Regions from separate parts of the Sus scrofa genome. Here regions 2 and 3 are each linked to region 1. Evidence: chromatin contacts called from public Hi-C data. All regions are on one chromosome and are shown on one strand. Each heading gives the region's core, a stretch centred on a gene start, on an enhancer-like site or on the middle of the called end of the contact. The rest is flanking DNA. Distances are from core to core; before and after follow the strand shown.

What was found. Hi-C and Micro-C count contacts between places; a contact is called where the count stands out from the background.
Region 2: a contact with region 1 is called in a Hi-C map of liver, with 8 times the contacts expected there. The contact joins the promoter of ST3GAL5 here to the enhancer-like site in region 1. A contact is called at or near these places in 2 of 5 promoter capture datasets (fetal liver and liver), 6 of 47 Hi-C or Micro-C datasets (alveolar macrophages, blood, embryonic fibroblasts and 3 more) and 1 of 2 datasets of contacts at active chromatin or transcription factors (skeletal muscle).
Region 3: a Hi-C map of liver shows a contact between it and region 1, with 1.9 times the contacts expected there. The contact joins two enhancer-like sites. A contact is called at or near these places in 4 of 47 Hi-C or Micro-C datasets (blood, embryonic fibroblasts and liver) and 1 of 2 datasets of contacts at active chromatin or transcription factors (skeletal muscle).

Annotation. Positions count from the first base shown.
Region 1 is chr3:58,753,306-58,757,144 of Sscrofa11.1, forward strand. It overlaps the pseudogene LOC110259988. Among named protein-coding and RNA genes, the nearest start is that of POLR1A, 85 kb to the left of the region's middle. Within about 2 kb of position 1,751, at least 14 of the 83 cell types and tissues checked have an H3K27ac peak or open chromatin away from gene starts, as enhancers often do. A contact at or near this core is called in alveolar macrophages and liver, where this site is marked.
Region 2 is chr3:58,861,075-58,864,913 of Sscrofa11.1, forward strand. ST3GAL5 (lactosylceramide alpha-2,3-sialyltransferase) reads left to right here and starts at 1,910. Exons shown (of 7, transcript XM_021087293.1): 1 at 1,910-2,123. The coding sequence starts at 2,036.
Region 3 is chr3:58,832,261-58,836,099 of Sscrofa11.1, forward strand. No RefSeq gene overlaps it. Among named protein-coding and RNA genes, the nearest start is that of ST3GAL5, 29 kb to the right of the region's middle. Within about 2 kb of position 1,666, at least 13 of the 83 cell types and tissues checked have an H3K27ac peak or open chromatin away from gene starts, as enhancers often do. A contact at or near this core is called in liver, where this site is marked.

The sequences.
Region 1 (3,839 bases), core at 501-3,000:
AGAGCTGCAGCTGCCAGCCTATGCCACAGCCACAGCAACGATGGATCTGATCCTCATCTTCGACCTACACCACAGCTCACAGCAACGCCAGATTCTTAACCCACTGAGCAAGGCCAGGGATGGAACCCACAACCTCATGGTTCCTAGGCGGATTCGTTAACCACTGAGCCACGACGGGAACTCCAACCATCCCCTCCTGTTGGCGTGATAACTCTTCAACATTGGAGTCGTGGACGGCAAGTTTCCCTACGAAGATCTTAAGGTCTGATCCCTGCACTCAAAAAGCAGGAGTGCATGTGTGTGATAAAGCTCTCGTGGTGCCAAGGACGCAGTGGAGTTCAGAGGATGCCTTGATCAGCTTCACCTGGGGGGTTGGCAAAAAAAGAGACTGTGATGCTTCTGGCTAGAAAGCAGGAGGCTCACAGCTGCCCCTAGCCCAGCCCATTAAGGAGACTCTGCGTCTTCAACTTACAAGTTCCTACCAACTGGGCACCTGTGGGGGCAGGAGGAGGGGACACTGGACCAGCAAGAGTTTCAAGACGCAGCTCTGAGAAGTTTCCATTTAAAAAGCTAAGCTTGGAGTTCCGTCGTGGCGCAGTGGTTAACGAATCTGACTAGGAACCATGAGGTTGCGGGTTCGGTCCCTGCCCTTGCTCAGTGGGTTAACGATCCGGCGTTGCCGTGAGCTGCGGTGTAGGTTGCAGACGCGGCTCGGATCCCGCGTTGCTGTGGCTCTGGCGTAGGCCAGTGGATACAGCTCCAATTAGACCCCTAGCCTGGGAACCTCCATATGCCGCGGGAGCAGCCCAAAGAAATGGCAAAAAGACAAAAAAAAAAAAGCTAAGCTTGAGTTACTGAATGAGGATCATGCCTCCGGTTCTTGAAGCACCTCCTCCCTCTTTCCAGGAGAGGTAATCAGGAGTTCTGTTTTGTCTGGGACACATCCCCACTTAGGAAAGGCCAGAACCTGGTCCCAGGGGATAGGGCTGAGCACCTCATCTCGCCTGGGCTGCCCTTGGGTGTCCTTAGAGCTGTTGAGCCTTTGGTGGTGGTTGTTTTGTTTGTTTTGGCCATGGCATGTTGCGGCTTGACGTAGGATCTCGGTTCCCAGACCAGGCATTGAACCCTGGGCCACAGCAGTGAAAGCAATGATTCCTAACCACTACACCACCAGAGAGCTCCCGGAGCTGCTCAGCCTTTGAGTAAATCGAGGAACCCAAGAGTTTGGGCTCAGAGGCCTGGAAGGCACATTTCAACCTAAAAAAATCCCACCCACGCCCTTCCTCTTCTCGTTCTGCACCCACCCAACCTTGCCCACTGCACCAGGCCCCCAAAGATGCAGGCCCTGCCTTCACAGATCTTGTGATCTGGGGCCCCAAACATGCAAGCAACAGGAAATTCAGCCCCTTGTGGTCTGGCTAGAGGTTGAGGAACCCACCAGGCATCATGCCAACCTGTGCCCTACCCCTGCCACTCCAGATAGGGACAGCGTGCACCCAGCTGGCTCTAGGGGGCTTTGGGGAGGGGGCCGAGTGGGGAGGGAAGTGAATCCAATCAGGAGTCCAGTCCTCGCCACCCTCCTCATGAGTCTGCTTCCACCCTAGTCGCTTTACCTACTCTCCTGAGTATAGGAGAGGCCGCCCTGTGGTTCAGCCTTAGGCCTTTCTTTTCGAGCAGCGGTCAGCCCTGCTCAGAGGTCAGGCGACCCTGCTGGCTGCTGCTTTCTGGACTGGTTTCCCAACACTGTCGTCTCAAGGAGCCAAGCCGGCCCTGGGCCTGTGGCCTCACATGTGATAGTTTCAGGAACCCTAGGCCCTGGTTCCCCTTCCTTGACCCATGGTTCTTGCCTGGAAGCGTGAACCTAAAGTCCCCATGCATTCAACCGGTCAGACCTCAAGAACGTCCTTGAGCAGCGTGGCTGCCTTTCAGGCAAGAAACTGAGCCGTAAGGAGTTCCTGCTGTGGCGCAGTAGGTTAAGGACCTGGCATTGTCTCCATGCCAGCTCAGTTTTGATTCCTGGCCACCACAGTAGGTTAAGGATCTGGTGTTGCTGGCATAAGTCAAAGCTGTGGCTCAGATTCAATCCCTGGCCCAGGAGCCTGCCAAAAAAAGAGAGAGAAAAAGAAAGAAACTAAGCCGTGAAATTGGATTCCTCTTGGAATCTTGGGTCCTCTGCTGACAGCTACTTGTTCTTTCTGTGCATCAGTTTCCTTGTCTATAAAATGGTCTTTAAAATTATGGAGCGCCTGTTGTGGCTCAGCAGATTACAGACCCGTCTACTATCCATGAGGATTCATGTTCGGTACCTGGCTTCGCTCAGTGGGTTCGCTCAGTGGGTTAAGGATCCGGCGTTGCCGGGAGCTGTGGTGTAGATCACAGACATGGCTCAGATCCCACATTGCTGTGGCTCTGGCGTAGGCAGCAGCTGCATTTCCAATTTGACCCCTAGCCTGGGAACCTCCATATGCTGCAGGCACAGCCCTAGAAAATAAGTATTCACAAAAGTATGTGCAGCTATATGTGTTTACCTATATACCAAGTCGTTTTTAGTGAGGGTAGGGGGCAGTTTTGCCCCCCTGGACGTTTGGCAGTGTCATCTCTGGGTATTAAACAGGAGAGGGGGGTGTTCAAGTCATTTAGCGGGGAGAGACCAGAGATGCTGCTGCATATCCGATAATATAGGGGCAGCCCCTGCAATAAAGAATTACCTCCCCTTTCTCCTGGCTGGCAGCACAGGGGCCCCATGATGCCTGGAGTTACTGTAAAAGGCGTGAACCAGTGGGAGTCTGGAGCTCTGCCAGCCTTCCTCAAGAGGTCCAGGAAGCTGAACGGCCCTGAATGGGTGGACCCTGTCAAGCTGGCCAAGCATACAAAGCCGACGCCCTGTGATGAGAACTGGGTCTTCTGCAGCACAGCAGCTGGACCTCCGGGGCCGCGCTGGGGACCCCTCCATCACTAGGATCTTTGGGGGATGTCAGAGAAGCAGTGTCCTGCTTGACCACTCAGCACAGGCTCCAAGAATGCCACCGGGTCCTCCAGGTCCTGGAAGGGCTGAGAATGGTGGAAAAGGACCAAGATGGGGGCTACAAATGGGCACATCTGGAACAGAGAGATCTGGACAGAATCACTTGGCAGGTGGGAGCTGCCAACAAGAAGCATTACAACAAGTGATGCTGAGTTAATAAATTGCCTCATTTGTAAAAATAAATAAATAAATAAATAAATAAATAATCAAAACATCCAGCCCTAAACATCAGTGGTGTGGAATTTGAAAAACCCTGCCACATACACATAAGGGGAGGGGTGTCAACTATTTCTTTTAAGAAACAGAATCACTTGCATTTTAGCCCCTCTGAGAGGTAAGCAATGGCATCTCAATTTAATTTGCAATTCCCTATTAATAATTCTGAGCATGTGTTCTCTTGTGACACAGTGGGTTAAGATTCCGAGTTTCACTGCAGCATCTTGGATCACTGCTGTGTCTCGGGTTTGATCCCTGGCTCAAGGACCTCCACATGCTGTGGGAGTGGCCAAAAAAAAATCTGAGCATCTTTTCATAAATGTTTTGGCTAGTCTGACTTACATTTATGAGAACTGTCTATTTGTATCCTTTGCTCTTTTTTCTATCGGTTGGTTTCTATTGACCTTTACTGTCAGTTTTTTTCCTTTTTTTTTTTTTTTTTTTCCTTTTTGAAGCCACACCCAAGGAATTTGGAAGTCCCCAGGCCAGTGGTTGAATTAAAGCTGCAGCTGCCGGCCTATGCCACAGCCACAGCCATGCCAGATCCAAGCCCCATCTATGACCTACACCACAGCTTGCAGCAGTGCCAGATCCTTTA
Region 2 (3,839 bases), core at 660-3,159, 110 kb after region 1:
TGAATGAGGGAGTGGGGAGGTTGAGCTTAACAGTTGTCCCATTAAGACAGGCTGGGGCAGGAGGCAGTGTCAAGCTCCCTTTCTCCCTTTCTCCTACTTAACTCACACTCTTCCCAGCCCGGGTACTGCTGACTCACATGGCAGCCTTAAAGGGTGTCTGGGCCTTGCCTGCCTGAGGGCAGGCTGAAGTGCAGAGGTGCACGGATGAGGGTTCAGCCCCCAACAGGAAGACAGTGGCGGTCAGGTCTCACTATGGCTCTGTTAGTGGTAGATTAACTGCAAGGTTAACCGTTCCTGCTCTAAATAAATACCTTCAAACAAGGGCTGGCTTTATGGACAAGGAGGATCTGGGAGAAATGGGCTGGTCTCCAAGGGAGAGGAAGTGAGGTGCTCAGCATTCCCCTTGCAGCTGTCACTAACCCCACGGAGCCAGGCCGCTGCTCTGCTGGTCAGCCTTGGCCAACACACTGGATTTTGATCTCCTAGTGACAGCTTTTTCACCAGTATTTTCAAAATGCTCAAGTGTCGTCACCTTAGATAATCCAGAAACATTTTTATGACAAAATCCTTTTGGGAGGCGTGAAGGGAGAATCCTTCCACCCTTTCCTTTCCAAGATTTCCCTCCTGATCTTTTTTTCTTTCTTTCTTTTTTTCTCTTTTTAGGGCCATGCCTGTGGCATGTGTATGTCTCCAAGCTAGGGGTCAAATCAGAGCTGCTGGCCTATGCCATAGCCACAGCCACAGCAACGCGGGATCTAAGCTGCATCTGTGACAGCTCACGGCATCGCTGGATACTTAACTCACTGAGCAGGACCAGGGATTGAATCAGCATCCTCATAAACACTAGTCTAGTTTTTAACCTGCTGAACTACAAGGGAACTCCTCCCCCCTGATCTTTGTTACTCAGATAACACTTTTTTTTTTTTTTTTTAGCACCCCATCCCCGCTGAGGGACAAACACAGACATCTTCAAACCCTGTTTGGAGCTGTGCAAACTGAGTGCAAGCTGTTGCAAAAAAGAGTGATAAGACTCTCAGTTCGTAGAGACATATTTGGCTCAATGTCTAGAATCTTCTTTATCAAGCAAGGACCTAACAGGCACCACAGGCACATGACTGTGATTGCTCTGTATATGTCCAGCAACCCGAAAGAAAATTCTGAAAGCAGACCAACTTCACCGACTTTACTGGAGAGTCAACAAGTCCGATGGCACAGCAATGTCACAGGCACATTCTACACACCTGGCCGTTGAAAGAAAGAACATATCCGTCCTTTCAAGTCTTTTAAATTCCTGAACTTGGGGATTCACCAATATTCACGCTTTAAAAATTGTATGCCATTTGCTCTCCAGAATCAAGGGGGATTCCAGAGGTATGGAAATGGGCGCTCCAGGCGCAGGTTCTGATCCTGGTTCTGCCACTAATTGCCCCAGTGACTCACCTTTGCTCTTTGGGTCTCAATTACCCAGCTGTGAAACTAGTAATCTCTCGCTTTTCTGTTCTGCACATCCCCAGCCGCACTCAGGTTTCCCTGCTTGTCTCCAGGGCCCTAGAACTCCAAAGCTGCTTTGCCTGGGGGTCGGTCCTGTAGAATAAAGCACGTGACTACATAAAGCCGGTTCATTCAGCGGCTCCGCAACTACGAGTCCTCCCCTCAGTAATCTTCTAGAACCAGTCTAAATACACCTCTTCTTAGTGCCTCCACAGTCTAACCGCACAGAGATCCAAAGGGCGGTGGGTACCCGGGACCCCCCATGCCGCACACAGCTCCGCGCGTGTCCGGCTGGGGGCGCCCCCTCCCCTTTACCCGGCAGGGTGGAGGGTTGCGTGTTCTGGGAGCCGGGCCGCCCCGGGAGCACTCACGCGCTCTGATTGGTCTCTGGCGTACTCGTGACTCCGGCCCCGCCCCACGCCCCTCCTCCGCATCTGAGCCAGGGAGCTGATGGTCCTGGACTGAATGGGCGCGAGCGCGGCGTCGGGGGCGGGCGGGGGCGCGGGGCCAGGGACTGGCGGCCCGCGGGCTCCCGCTCCCTAGTATGCGGACGAAAGCGTCAGGCTGCACCGAGCGGCGTCCCCTGCAGCCGCAAACCGAGGCGGCGGAGGCGGCGGCACCTGCCGGCCGAGGTACGTGGCGCAGCCCCCTCCTTGGCGTAGCGGGGCCCGCCGGCCGGGGGCGGCGGCGGCGATCTGTCCCTGTTCCAGTGCGGCTGGGCCTGGCGGCTCCGTCCCAGCCCCCATGGGCAGCGCCCAGGACCCACTTCCCCCAAACGCGTCTCGCGGGCTGAGAGCGGTGGCCTCCCGCGGAGTGGACGGGCTGGGGGCGCCGCGGCCCGCGCAAGTGTGAACACGAAGGAGGCAGAGGGGTGAACGGCCGGGCTGTGGGGTTCGGCTGCGGTGGCGCTTTTCTCCTCTGTCTTCTGCAGCGGCTTGGGGTTTAATTCATTGCTGGAAGCTTCTGAACCTGGAAAGCCAAGTTAACTCATTTCCCCAGGACAGCATTCGGGGGCCCTCTGTGGCCAGCAGCTCCGGAAACTGACCTTTGCATCCTTCGGGAGGGTGTGAGGTGTGGTGTCTGCAGGTAGAAATTCGCCAGTGACCTTGCCTGTCACCTCCCTGCGGCCAGCCCAGCGGGAGACACGTTTTGGTGACCTTTAGTTTCTCTTGAATTGGAAGCAGCTGCCTTGACGTGAGCAGCTGCCTTCACATGTGCCTCTAGTGTGTAAGTAAGGCAGGATTTTCGGGGAAGATTTTTGGAGAGCATGTCGGAGGAGCCTGCAAATAGGAAGACGTGGGGTCCTGCCTTAACTCCACACCAGGTGACCTTGGCCAACACTTATATCCCTGTGGAACACCGTCTTCAGTCTGTACCGGTAGGCTTGGCCAAGGTCCTTTTCAGGCCCCTGGTTCCGAGGTTCTGACCACAGAATGTCTTTCCCAGTGAAGAGGATCCTGCAGAATCATTGGCTGCCATGAAAGACAAATTTTATGTCCTCATGTCTCACTTCATGTCTGTGGCCTTTGCTTAATTAGATGTCATTCATTTACAAGGGAAAATGGTTTTGCCTGCTGCCCTTCATCTGGCACCTTTGGGTTGTCTGCTCATTGGGCCAACCACAGAGCTGGGTGTTGGGGTTACAGAGAGGAAGGAGACTCCTCTCCCACCTGCGGATGTTAAACCTGAGCCCTCCTCTTGGTTTATGACTGGTAATCCTCCTCTGCGGAAGGATGCATGTCCTGAAACTGGAAGAAGAATCTGGTGTCTGCTGAGTGAAGGGGCACAGATTCAAAAACTGTCAGGATGGGTTGTGGTTTCATTCGCATAATTCTGAAAGTCTGACAGTTGAGAAGAATGGTTTACATTTCTAGTCAGAGAGCCAGGGATCACCTCAATTCCAACCAGTGCTTGGACGAGGAGAGGCTGTGAACTGGGAGAGTCCTGTGACCGAAATGCCATGAGCCTTTTCACATGTCTGTCCATTGTCTGAGTGCTGCTGTTGCTGTAAGATGAAAGGAACCTTGGTTGTGGTTATTTATTGTAATTAGCTCTGTCTTCCTCTCAGCAAGAAAAGAAATGCGGTGAGGTGGGAAGTCTTTGTGGAGGAGCGAGGGAGAGGGCTGGCAGGCATACATTTTACAAATGCACATTTATGACTCCCCATTTTGTAAATGCTTATAATTCTGGGACAAACTGCCAAATTGTTTCATATTATCAGAATAGGTTAGTATTAAATTTTCAAGCTGTATCCAAGGCAGCATGAGAAGCAGCCCTTTGTTCTCTGATATGCCTCCTGCAGTCCTCCCATGCTGTCCCCGATGGGCTCTTTGGCAGGAGTTTTTCTA
Region 3 (3,839 bases), core at 416-2,915, 79 kb after region 1:
ATAGGATGGTTTGCATTTTATGCAATTGGTTTTAAATCAGCTTTTTTTCCTAGCCTACTAATAGTGGCAGAAGTAAATGAGAAGTAAAGGAGAAGATGCTAGATATGGATGGTAGCAAAACCATTTACCCAGTCACAGTAGATTCGCCATGACAGGGCCTGGCATGAGATGGGCCTTTAATCCTCAGTTTTCCATTCATTCCTGGAACCTTCCTGGCATAGTGGTGAGGAAGGCAAGGTTGATTTTATGCTCAAAAACAGTGGGACTGGAAAGGACCTTAGAATTATCCAGTCCAGTTGTCTTAAAGCATTTTCAAAGCCATGGAATCCATGCTTTAAAGGAAATCTTCACGAAAGCCTAAATTCTAAAAATAGATCAAATAGGAGCCACTCTGGCTAAAGTTAGGTTGGGAGCCCAGGGCAGTGGAAGAATCACTGAGTCCAACTCCTGCATTAGAAGTGAGAAAACCCGGCTTAAAAATGAGGGTGACTTGCTCAAGGGCACACAGCCATTTAGCAGCAAAGTCAGCTCCCAGACCCAGACCTCTTAGGACTCCTCCTCCAGTCTCGTGTAGGTCAAACAGAAAGTGCCATTTCTATCCAAAGTTCTAGAAGACCTCGGAGTACAAGCAGCACATTGCTGAGACCCCTCTAACAGAGTGAAACAGAGCAGGGAGAGACAATCCCTCCCATGCTAGCATAGGCACATGTCAACTCTACTTCAGGAAGACCCGGTTGATTTATTGGTGATGCCCAAGGGGAGATGGGATGGCCCCAAGGATGTGTAATCCCATGGAAACAGCAGTGATGTCTGTGTGGTCAGGATCCCAGCAGGATGCAAAAGGCATCTCAAATGCAGGAGAGATTGAAGAAGTGATGCTGGAAAGATGGCACCAGAATCCGGGTTCTTGTTCACGGTGGTCAAAGAATGAATTCCGCGAACACACAGGCAGCAAGCAAAGTTTTTATTAAAGGAAAGCAGATAGCTCCCAGGGTTACTGGGGGTGGGTGGGGAGAAGAGCCCCCCTTTTCTCTATTGTCCTATAGGGGTTTTTATTCCTTAAAGTTGGGAGGGGGATATCAACGTGGGGTCCAGAGAGATGTGGTCTTCTCCCATTGGCCTTATTCAGTTACCCATATCAGTCCTTGTCCAATAAGGTCCTAGGGGTGGAAGTGTCCTGTAAGTCTCATAGTTTCTTTGACCTTTTCCTCCCGTAAACTGAGTCACAGGGGATTAGGGATTATGTCCATCTGGGCGTAGGTACACTCCCTACAGTAAACAAGCCCTGTGGGGATGTTGCTCCCTGGAGCCCTTAAGCCACAAATGTTACCCAATGGCCATATCAAAGAATGCCTCGAAGCCCATGCTCGTCCACTGACTACCTGAGCTAATATTCTGCCTCAGAAGGACCATTTACAAAGACGCAGATAGTGTTCACGGAAACCTACCAGGGGTGTTGAAGCATCACAGGGCTGGCAACAGCAGGAAGCCTTTACCTCTCCTAGACCTAATGGCACAGGCAAGGAAGTGGTTAGCAAATGGGCCACCTGATAAGAGCTGCAGATTTTGTCAGGGGAATCAGCCCACTCATTGAAAGAGGGAGCAGGAAATAAACATCCTGCCCTCAGTGACTTCTACTGGCTAAACAACACCAGAAGCCAGGGCAAAGTAGCCTGGATGAGGCAGTTCATAAAGGTTATAGCATTGCAGGACACAGAGCATGGCTGGGGAGGGTGGAGAGAGGAGCTGGAGGAGCAAGATAAGATATCCGTTACAGTGTGGTCCAGTGGAAGGAGCAGTGTGCAGCCAAATGTTTAAAACAGTTGATGAAAGCCTATTCACGAGCATACCTGCAGGCACTCCCAGAAATTCTCATGGGGCACGGGCACTTTGCAGGACTGGAAGTAGGGAAGAACTTGAGAAACAAGGTCATGAATGTGACCTCATTTGTACCTATGGGGCCCGTGGAGATTTGCATACTTCGTTACTGAAGCCCAACTCTAATGACGTTGGCAGTGGAAGGACATGTCTCAGTTGTAAGGACAGGTGAGGTCTGCAAAAGTCCGCTTTGCCCTTGGAGATCTTCTCATCTCCAGCACTTGCTACCATGGCAGCCTCGGAGGAGTGTGACTTCCTCTCTGGCTCTCACACCTGCATTCCTGCAATGCCATTACCATCCTAACTACCCAGGGTTAGGGCAGAGTCCACAGGCTATATTCACAGCCTCCAACAAGACTACTTTTGTGTCACATGCCAGCCACAAGTTCAGGGGTCCCCAAGCCACCCAGACTTCTAACCAACCGGCTACAAATGTGGGGCTTCTAGCTATACCCTCGGGTTGATGATTCACTAGAAGGACTCACAGAACTCAGGGAAATGCTATACTTACAATCTCAGTTTTATTATAAAAGATTCAAGTCAGGACCACCAAAATGGAGAGGCCCATAGGGAAAAGTCTGGGAGTTTCCATGTCCTCTCTACGTGGAATCTAGGTTCATCACCCTCCCATCCCAGCTCATTTATGTATTCACCAGCCAGGAAGTTCACCCAAGCCTCAGTGTCCAGAGTTTTTCTTGGAGTTTCATTATACAGGCTTGATGAGTGGAATCACTAGCCACATGACTGAACCCAATCTTCAGCACCCCTCCTGCCCCCCCACTCCTGACTCCCTCAATGATATCTCCTGACTCAAAGCCCCAACTTTGTAGTCACGTGGTCTGTCTTTCTGCCTGGCCAGCCCTCATCCGAAACTCTCTAGGACCTACCAGGAGTCACCTAATTAGCGTGAACTCAGGTGTGGTCCCAGGGCCCACTGTGAATCACAAAGACACTCCTGTCACTCAGAAAATTCCAAGAGTTTAGAAGTTCCATCTGAGGAATTCAGGACAAAAGCTGGGTAAATTCTTGTATAACAATATCCCGTAGCATGGCTGTCACAGGCTGAGCTGGACCTGACTAAAGGGGAGTGCTGGGATGGTTAGGATTTTCCTTGGGTCCCAACCTACCATGATCTTGGGGACTTCCTAGAGTGGCACAGGGATTCTGAGGCCACACCCAGGATCAGTTGGAAGGAGTGGCGATTTACCAAACTTGATAGCCTCGCCATAGAAGAGGATTAGAAGGGGAGGGTGAGAAAATGCATGTTGGGTACTGGCTAACCCTGTACAAAGGATACTTGAAAAAAAAAAAAAAAAAAAAGGAATAATCACAGAGTAATAAAAATGACAATGCTGTTTGCAAATAAAGTCTTGTTCATTAGAACATGTATGTCCTATCCCACTTTATCTCCTGTCCTAATGCCATGTAATGGGTACCATGTTTAACTCCCATCACTCAGGAAGTCATGTCTTTTTATTTCTCCTTCTTAAAATCCAGACTCATGAAAGGGAGACTCAGAGAGAGATGAGAGTGCCTCACTGCCCTCTGAATTCTGGTTTTCCAGCTAAGGAATCACTTCCACTCCAAACAACTGTCCTAGTGAATGTGGGCCCTTTTAGGGAATATCACATGGACCTGAAACAGGGGTTGTTTGCCCCTGAAGGGAACAGGGCACCACCTTTTTTTTTTTTTTTTTTTTTCGTCTTTGTTGTTGTTGTTGTTGTTCTTGCTATTTCTTGGGCTGCTCCCGCGGCATATGGAGGTTCCCAGGCTAGGGGCCGAATCGGAGCTGTAGCCACCGGCCTACGCCAGAGCCACAGTAACGCGGGATCCGAGCCGCATCTGCAACCTACACCACAGCTCACGGCAACGCCGGATCGTTAACCCACTGAGCAAGGGCAGGGACTGAACCCGCAACCTCATGGTTCCTAGTCGGATTCGTTAACCACTGCGCCACGACG